2 separate regions of the Zea mays genome follow, and region 2 is linked to region 1. The links are chromatin contacts, called in public Hi-C maps. All regions are on one chromosome and are shown on one strand. Each heading gives the region's core, a stretch centred on a gene start, on an enhancer-like site or on the middle of the called end of the contact. The rest is flanking DNA. Distances are from core to core; before and after follow the strand shown. Region 1 holds the start of LOC100273791. Region 2 holds the start of LOC100383701.

Evidence for each region. A called contact is a pair of places that touch in the nucleus more often than the background predicts.
Region 2: a contact with region 1 is called in a Hi-C map of ear, with 8 times the contacts expected there. The contact joins the promoter of LOC100383701 here to the promoter of LOC100273791 in region 1. A contact is called at or near these places in 7 of 25 Hi-C or Micro-C datasets (bundle sheath, ear, leaf and 2 more).

What each region holds. Positions count from the first base shown.
Region 1 is chr6:161,215,310-161,218,118 of Zm-B73-REFERENCE-NAM-5.0, forward strand. LOC100273791 reads left to right here and starts at 1,479. Exons shown (of 3, transcript NM_001148193.1): 1 at 1,479-2,005. The coding sequence starts at 1,556. It overlaps LOC100279460, which reads right to left and starts at 1,180. Exons shown (of 4, transcript NM_001360971.1): 1 at 359-1,180; 2 at 140-211. The coding sequence starts at 943.
Region 2 is chr6:161,355,647-161,358,455 of Zm-B73-REFERENCE-NAM-5.0, forward strand. LOC100383701 reads left to right here and starts at 1,343. Exons shown (of 12, transcript NM_001176338.1): 1 at 1,343-1,412; 2 at 1,684-1,765; 3 at 2,596-2,728. The coding sequence starts at 1,348. It also overlaps the pseudogene LOC103631543.

The DNA.
Region 1 (2,809 bases), core at 229-2,728:
AATCACCAGCTGGGCAGTTACACAGTGCTTGTACAATGAAATGTTCTGGAATAAAGCAATGGGAACAAGATGTGGGCCGGGGACCGGGGCGTCACAACAGTACAACACCATTTCCTTACTGCAGAACCAAGAATAATACCTGCTCCGTTAACAGTTCCGCTTGATACTCCTCCAGCTGCATAACCTGCGATTCCAGCTCCGCGATATAGGCCTATACATGGGACCAAACGAAAGCATCAAATTCAGATGCTCAAGTAACCAAAACCAAGTACGCACAGAGAACAGTTCAAAATCACGCAAGAGTCAATCAAATTCTGCGCGCCACCGAGATAATTCAATTTTTAGCCCCCCTTACTACCTGTTTCCTGTCCCTAGACCTCGCTGCGGACTCTCGGTTCTTGATCATGCGCTTCTGCCGCTGCATGACGGCACGGTCCGCGGGATCCAGAAGAGCCCGCTTCCTGCTTCCCCTCCCGCCGCCTGCTTCCCCCGCCACGCTCCCTGCCGCGTCTCCTTCACAGTTAGGGAACCCTAGCGCCATGTCCCCCTCCATCACCGCCGCCATGGCGCAGGAATCCCTGGCGAGGAAATCCTCCAGCGTCATCTCCGAGGCGCCGCCGCCGCCGCCTCTGGCCCCGGCGCCGGTGCTGGCGGCGGGAGGGGGAGGGAGGACGGGAGCGGAGAGCCCCCCGGCGGCGGAGATCTCCTTCCACACCTCCTCCGACGTCCGCCGGGCAGCAGCCTCCGGGGCCGCCGGGGAGGGCTCCACCCGGCCGTTGACGGTGGCGTTGACGGCCTCGGGGCCGTAGATTTCACGCATAATGTTGTCCATGTTCATGGATCCGATGCCGCCGCTGCTCCTGAATCGCGCTAGGTCCGAGGACGAGCCGGCGCCGGCGTGCTGCGGCGGGGACGAGGACGCCATCACCCGCGACGACGCCATGCGCCGGGGCGCGCGGCCGGCCCACGGCCCAAAAGGGAAGGAGAAAAGGGGGGGCAAAACTTCAGACAGTCGGCTAGCGCAGGTCGAGTGAGGACAGGTCAGGCCGGCTCTCGCTTTCCGCGATGTTCCGTTGCTTTCTTGTCCCGGGAGGGGCGACGGGCGAGAGCGAGACGAGGGGAACCGAGCGAACGAGAGAGAAGCGAAGCGACTGCGACTTCTGAGAGCTTGGAATGGAAGATTTCTGGGTTCGGATCGGCGCATGCGCCGCGGGCTGTGCTTTTGCGGCTCTCTGCGTGTCCTCTGTACTTGACGGCCGTCGAAACTGTCCAGTGATGTGTGGTTCGCCCGAGATCAGAGATGGCAAAGCGGACAAGCGAACGCGCCAATAAAACACGAACGTCGACGTGTGTTTCGCGCATCCCTCGTCCCGGTGCTCCGTCGTCCCGCTGAACTCCACGTGTTCCTTCCTCCGCTCCCCTCTCCCGGCCTCCTTGAATTAGCCGGCGTCCGGTGGTGGTAAACCCATGAGAAGGAAAGGATGGATCGCCTCCACTGATCCACCCGCCCGCCATGTCGCCGCACCCTCTCCACTCCTCGTCGGGCGTGTCCGACATGGACGAGATGGCGGCGACTCACGCCCACGCCCACGCCCACGCCCACGCCGCGCGCGCCCAGGTCGTCGTCCTCCCCTCCGCGCGGCCCTCCTCCCCTCCGCGCGCCTCCATCCCCGTCTCCTCCTCTGCCTACGCGCCTCCACAGACTGCTGCCGCCAAGCTCCCATTCTCCGCAGCGGTGTCCGCACCCACCTCCGCCTCGGGCTCCATCACTGTCGCTATCGCCTCCAGCGGGTTGGGCCCCGAGCCCAGCACGCTCACCGAGCCCGTCTGGGACACCGTCAAGCGCGACCTCGCCCGTATCGTGAGCAACCTCAAGCTCGTTGTCTTCCCCAACCCCTTCCGCGAGGACCCTGGCAAGGCTCTGCGCGACTGGGACCTCTGGGGCCCCTTCTTCTTCATCGTCTTACTCGGACTCATCCTCTCCTGGTCGGCCACCGCCAAGAAGGTATCCCAGCGTCTCGATGGGTTTTTTCTTACCTACACTCGTTCCGCTATATGGAACAGGATCCCATTGGTACTCAATTAAGTTTGATCTAACACGATCACTATGTCTGGAAACCAGTAAAAATGTCGAAATGCTAGGTATACAAGTATTTCAGTCATTAAATTTATAAGGTTGGCTAGGGACCACCGCACATCTTCAGTGCAGCAATGGGACTACCCCGTGTGTCTCTCCCTAACCTCTGCCTCTGCCATGATTCCGTCCATCTTTGGACTAAACAGACCCCTAAGGCCACTGCATTTCAGGCATCTTAGAGTCGAGATGAATGAAGACAGTATTATAAACTAGTAACCTTAAACTTAGGATCTTAATCGCTTAGCTTACCATTACAATAGCTAGTGCTTAGATTAACACTTGATCACACTTAGATTTACACTAACATAAGGATTGAAGATGTCCAGACAGCTGCTGAAGTCCACTTGCCTGCGTGATGCAGACGTAGGTAGATCAAATTCTCTAGGGACATCGGTGACGAGGACAACAACACCTAGGAGCATATGCTGTTAGAAAGCAGAATGTTTTGTGAGAGACAGTGTGCTTTTGCCTTATGAAAAGAAAACAATGTCAATCTAGGAGTTTATGTTGAGCTGACACGGAACACTTTTAGGGTTGAAGCCATATGTGTCTATCTTGCCTTCAAGAATTGAGTAATAATCATCAGTATCAGGCTTAAAACGTAAGACTCTTGATGCTCAATGTCTAGCTATCATGGATATAGGACTATAGGAGCATATTTGCTTCAGCTGC
Region 2 (2,809 bases), core at 93-2,592, 140 kb after region 1:
TACCAGGTGGTGAGGACCTTGATGGACTGCGCGATGGCGAAGGTGAGCACCGCGACGATGAGCGAGCAGTTGGAGAACACGGCCAGGTAGGAGAACGAGGGCGCGCCCGGCGGCGGGGCGACAACGCACAGGCTTTGGATGGAGAGAGGGGGGAGACGGACTGAACGAGAGCGAGGGCGGCTGGCACGCGGTAGATGCGGGGCGAGCCGTTCGGGAGCGAGGTCAGGGGAGGCGAGGGGAGGTTGGGGATTGGGTGTGGGGGGAGGCGGGCAGAAGCCTGGGCGATACACACGATACGGATCGTCCAGATCAATGGGTTGCAGGGGTTGCTCGCGTGGACGAGAGAGTGGTGGGCGATGAGCAAGGAGACACACGCGGGCGTGGGCAGTATCGGACGGACGACCAAAACAGAGGCGGGAGAGAATAGACGGTTAAGATCGTCGGAAGTCAGAACACAAGGGAGGCAGGCTACCCCTTGTAGCATTAATAATCCTCTTTCATCATAATTCAACTTATATATAATATTTCATCATAATTCAACTTATATATAATATTTCATCATAATTCAATTTATAATTTCATCCATAAACCCTAAACAAACAGGACAGTAACGAAGAATAGAGATAATTTTAACCTGAATTGCAGCAGTCGTTGCCACTGCTACTAGTAGTTACTACCGTCTACCGCCCACTATTTCCTTCCCCGCCACCTACTGACCTACCCCTCCACTTCCCTACCCTACTCTCCCCCCTCCCTCTCTCTTCCCCGCCTCTCCTCTCTCTTCCCGCAGCGGCAGTCGACGGCAAAACCCTAGATCCCTCTCCCTCTTAAACCCTCTACGAGGTAACGTTTCTTGCCCGGAGATTAGAGCTTTGGCTCTAGATCTCTCTTCTCCCCGTTTCCTCGATTGGTTCGGGACCTTCCATACGACCAATTTCGTGGTGTATATTGGCTGCTGCCTGTGTTACAGTGCGGGAGGATGTCGGAGCCTTCCAAGGTAATCCACATCCGCAACGTCGGGCACGAGATTGCCGAGGTATGTAGGGGATCAGTTAATGGGAAATCTTTAATCTTTTGGGCTTTGTTCTTTCTGGGGTCAAATTTTAATCCGATTGTTTGGTTTATGCGAAAGATTTGATTATTAGCTATTCTCCCACCGCTCCCCTGCCGTTGTGTTTGCAGTCTGATCTCCTTCAGCTGCTGCAGCCGTTCGGCGTGGTCTCCAAGATCGTCATGTTGCGTGCCAAGAACCAAGTGGGTTATTTCTTAATTCCAGCACTTGACTGAGTAGATTGACTATAGGTATTGCTTACTTGTGCTTGTTTCGAGGCTCAGACTCTTCTGCAGATGGAAGACATACATGCTTCCGTGAGTGCGCTGCAATATTACACTTCCGTTCAACCTAGCATAAGGTAATTTGGTCTATGCGTATTGGCTGCAATGCTTTATGGATGCCAAGGGCTCCAAAAGAGATATCCATACATGTATTACAGTGTAAGCAGCCAAGTAGCATGGTCATATGGCTGATAGATAATGTGTAGATTTATGGATGCTGATGATATATTTTTGGACTTTCTGTTGCGACAAGTGTTGAAATTAAGTACAACCTCTTTTTACCAATTGAGTTTAACATTCCATCCTATATGTGATTTATTATTTTGTGCATCATGTTTTACATTTTAGGGGAAGGAATGTTTACATGCAGTTCTCATCTCACCAAGAGCTTACCACAGACCAGAGCTCGCATGGAAGGAATTCTGATCAGGTATGCCATAATTATGTAATTTATAAAGTTTATTGTTATATTTCCTAATATAGTCTATACCTGAACCAATATATGCATTTATGCTATAGGCCTTGGTTGTAACTAATGCATGTTGGATATTATGCTATAGGCCCTGTATGTAACTGATGCATATTAGTGCATCATGTTTTGTTTTATTTTCTTATTGACCTTTGTTGGCATTAAGCTGTACGATAATTAATTAACCACATCTGACATGTAGGCATGAAAACAATAGTGCATTGACTTAAAACACGAAAACAATCATATTTCTTATTAGGTCCACTATTTGTGTGTGAGCGTATTTTTGGTTAATGTAGCACTGCGTTCTTTTAATATGTCTCTGTAAAACATCAGTTCTTGGGACTCTGGTATTGGTTTAGTTGCCGGCATGGCTACAGGTTTTTTGTGGTTTTTTTGGGGGTTGGGCTGGTTTGTTTTGAAGTAGGATTTGTAGTCCCCTCCATTTTCAGCAATCCATTTCATAACAAAATTGTGCTTGGTTATTAGTTTTGTAATGATGGAAAGGATGGGAGAAGGTTCTTAAAAGTTTCCATATGATGTAGCAGCGATAAAACTAGATCTCTATAAAAGTCATTGACATGTGCAACTAATTGTTAGAAAAGTGTACTGATTGTAAGTATGTTTAGCTGTAGTTTATATCTTTCTACCTCCTCTTGTAGATAGAGTTAGATTGTATCACATATCTGCTGTCTCTTGTATTCCAACTAGTTATACACATTCCTCCCTATTTATTCTTTTCTTTCTATCTCCTCTTTTCTGTCTCGGTGCTTGCTGCTGCTTGGCCTCAGGAGTCTGAACCCAACCGAATCCTCTTAGTTACTATCCACCACATGATCTATCCTATAACGGTGGAGGTTCTACATCAAGTATTCAAAGCTTATGGATTTGTGGAGAAGATTGTCACATTTCAAAAGTCAGCTGGTTAGATTTTCCTGCTCTCTTTCTCTTTCACCACGCACACGTGCACCTAGTATGCATTTTCTGATTCCCTTACAGGTTGCA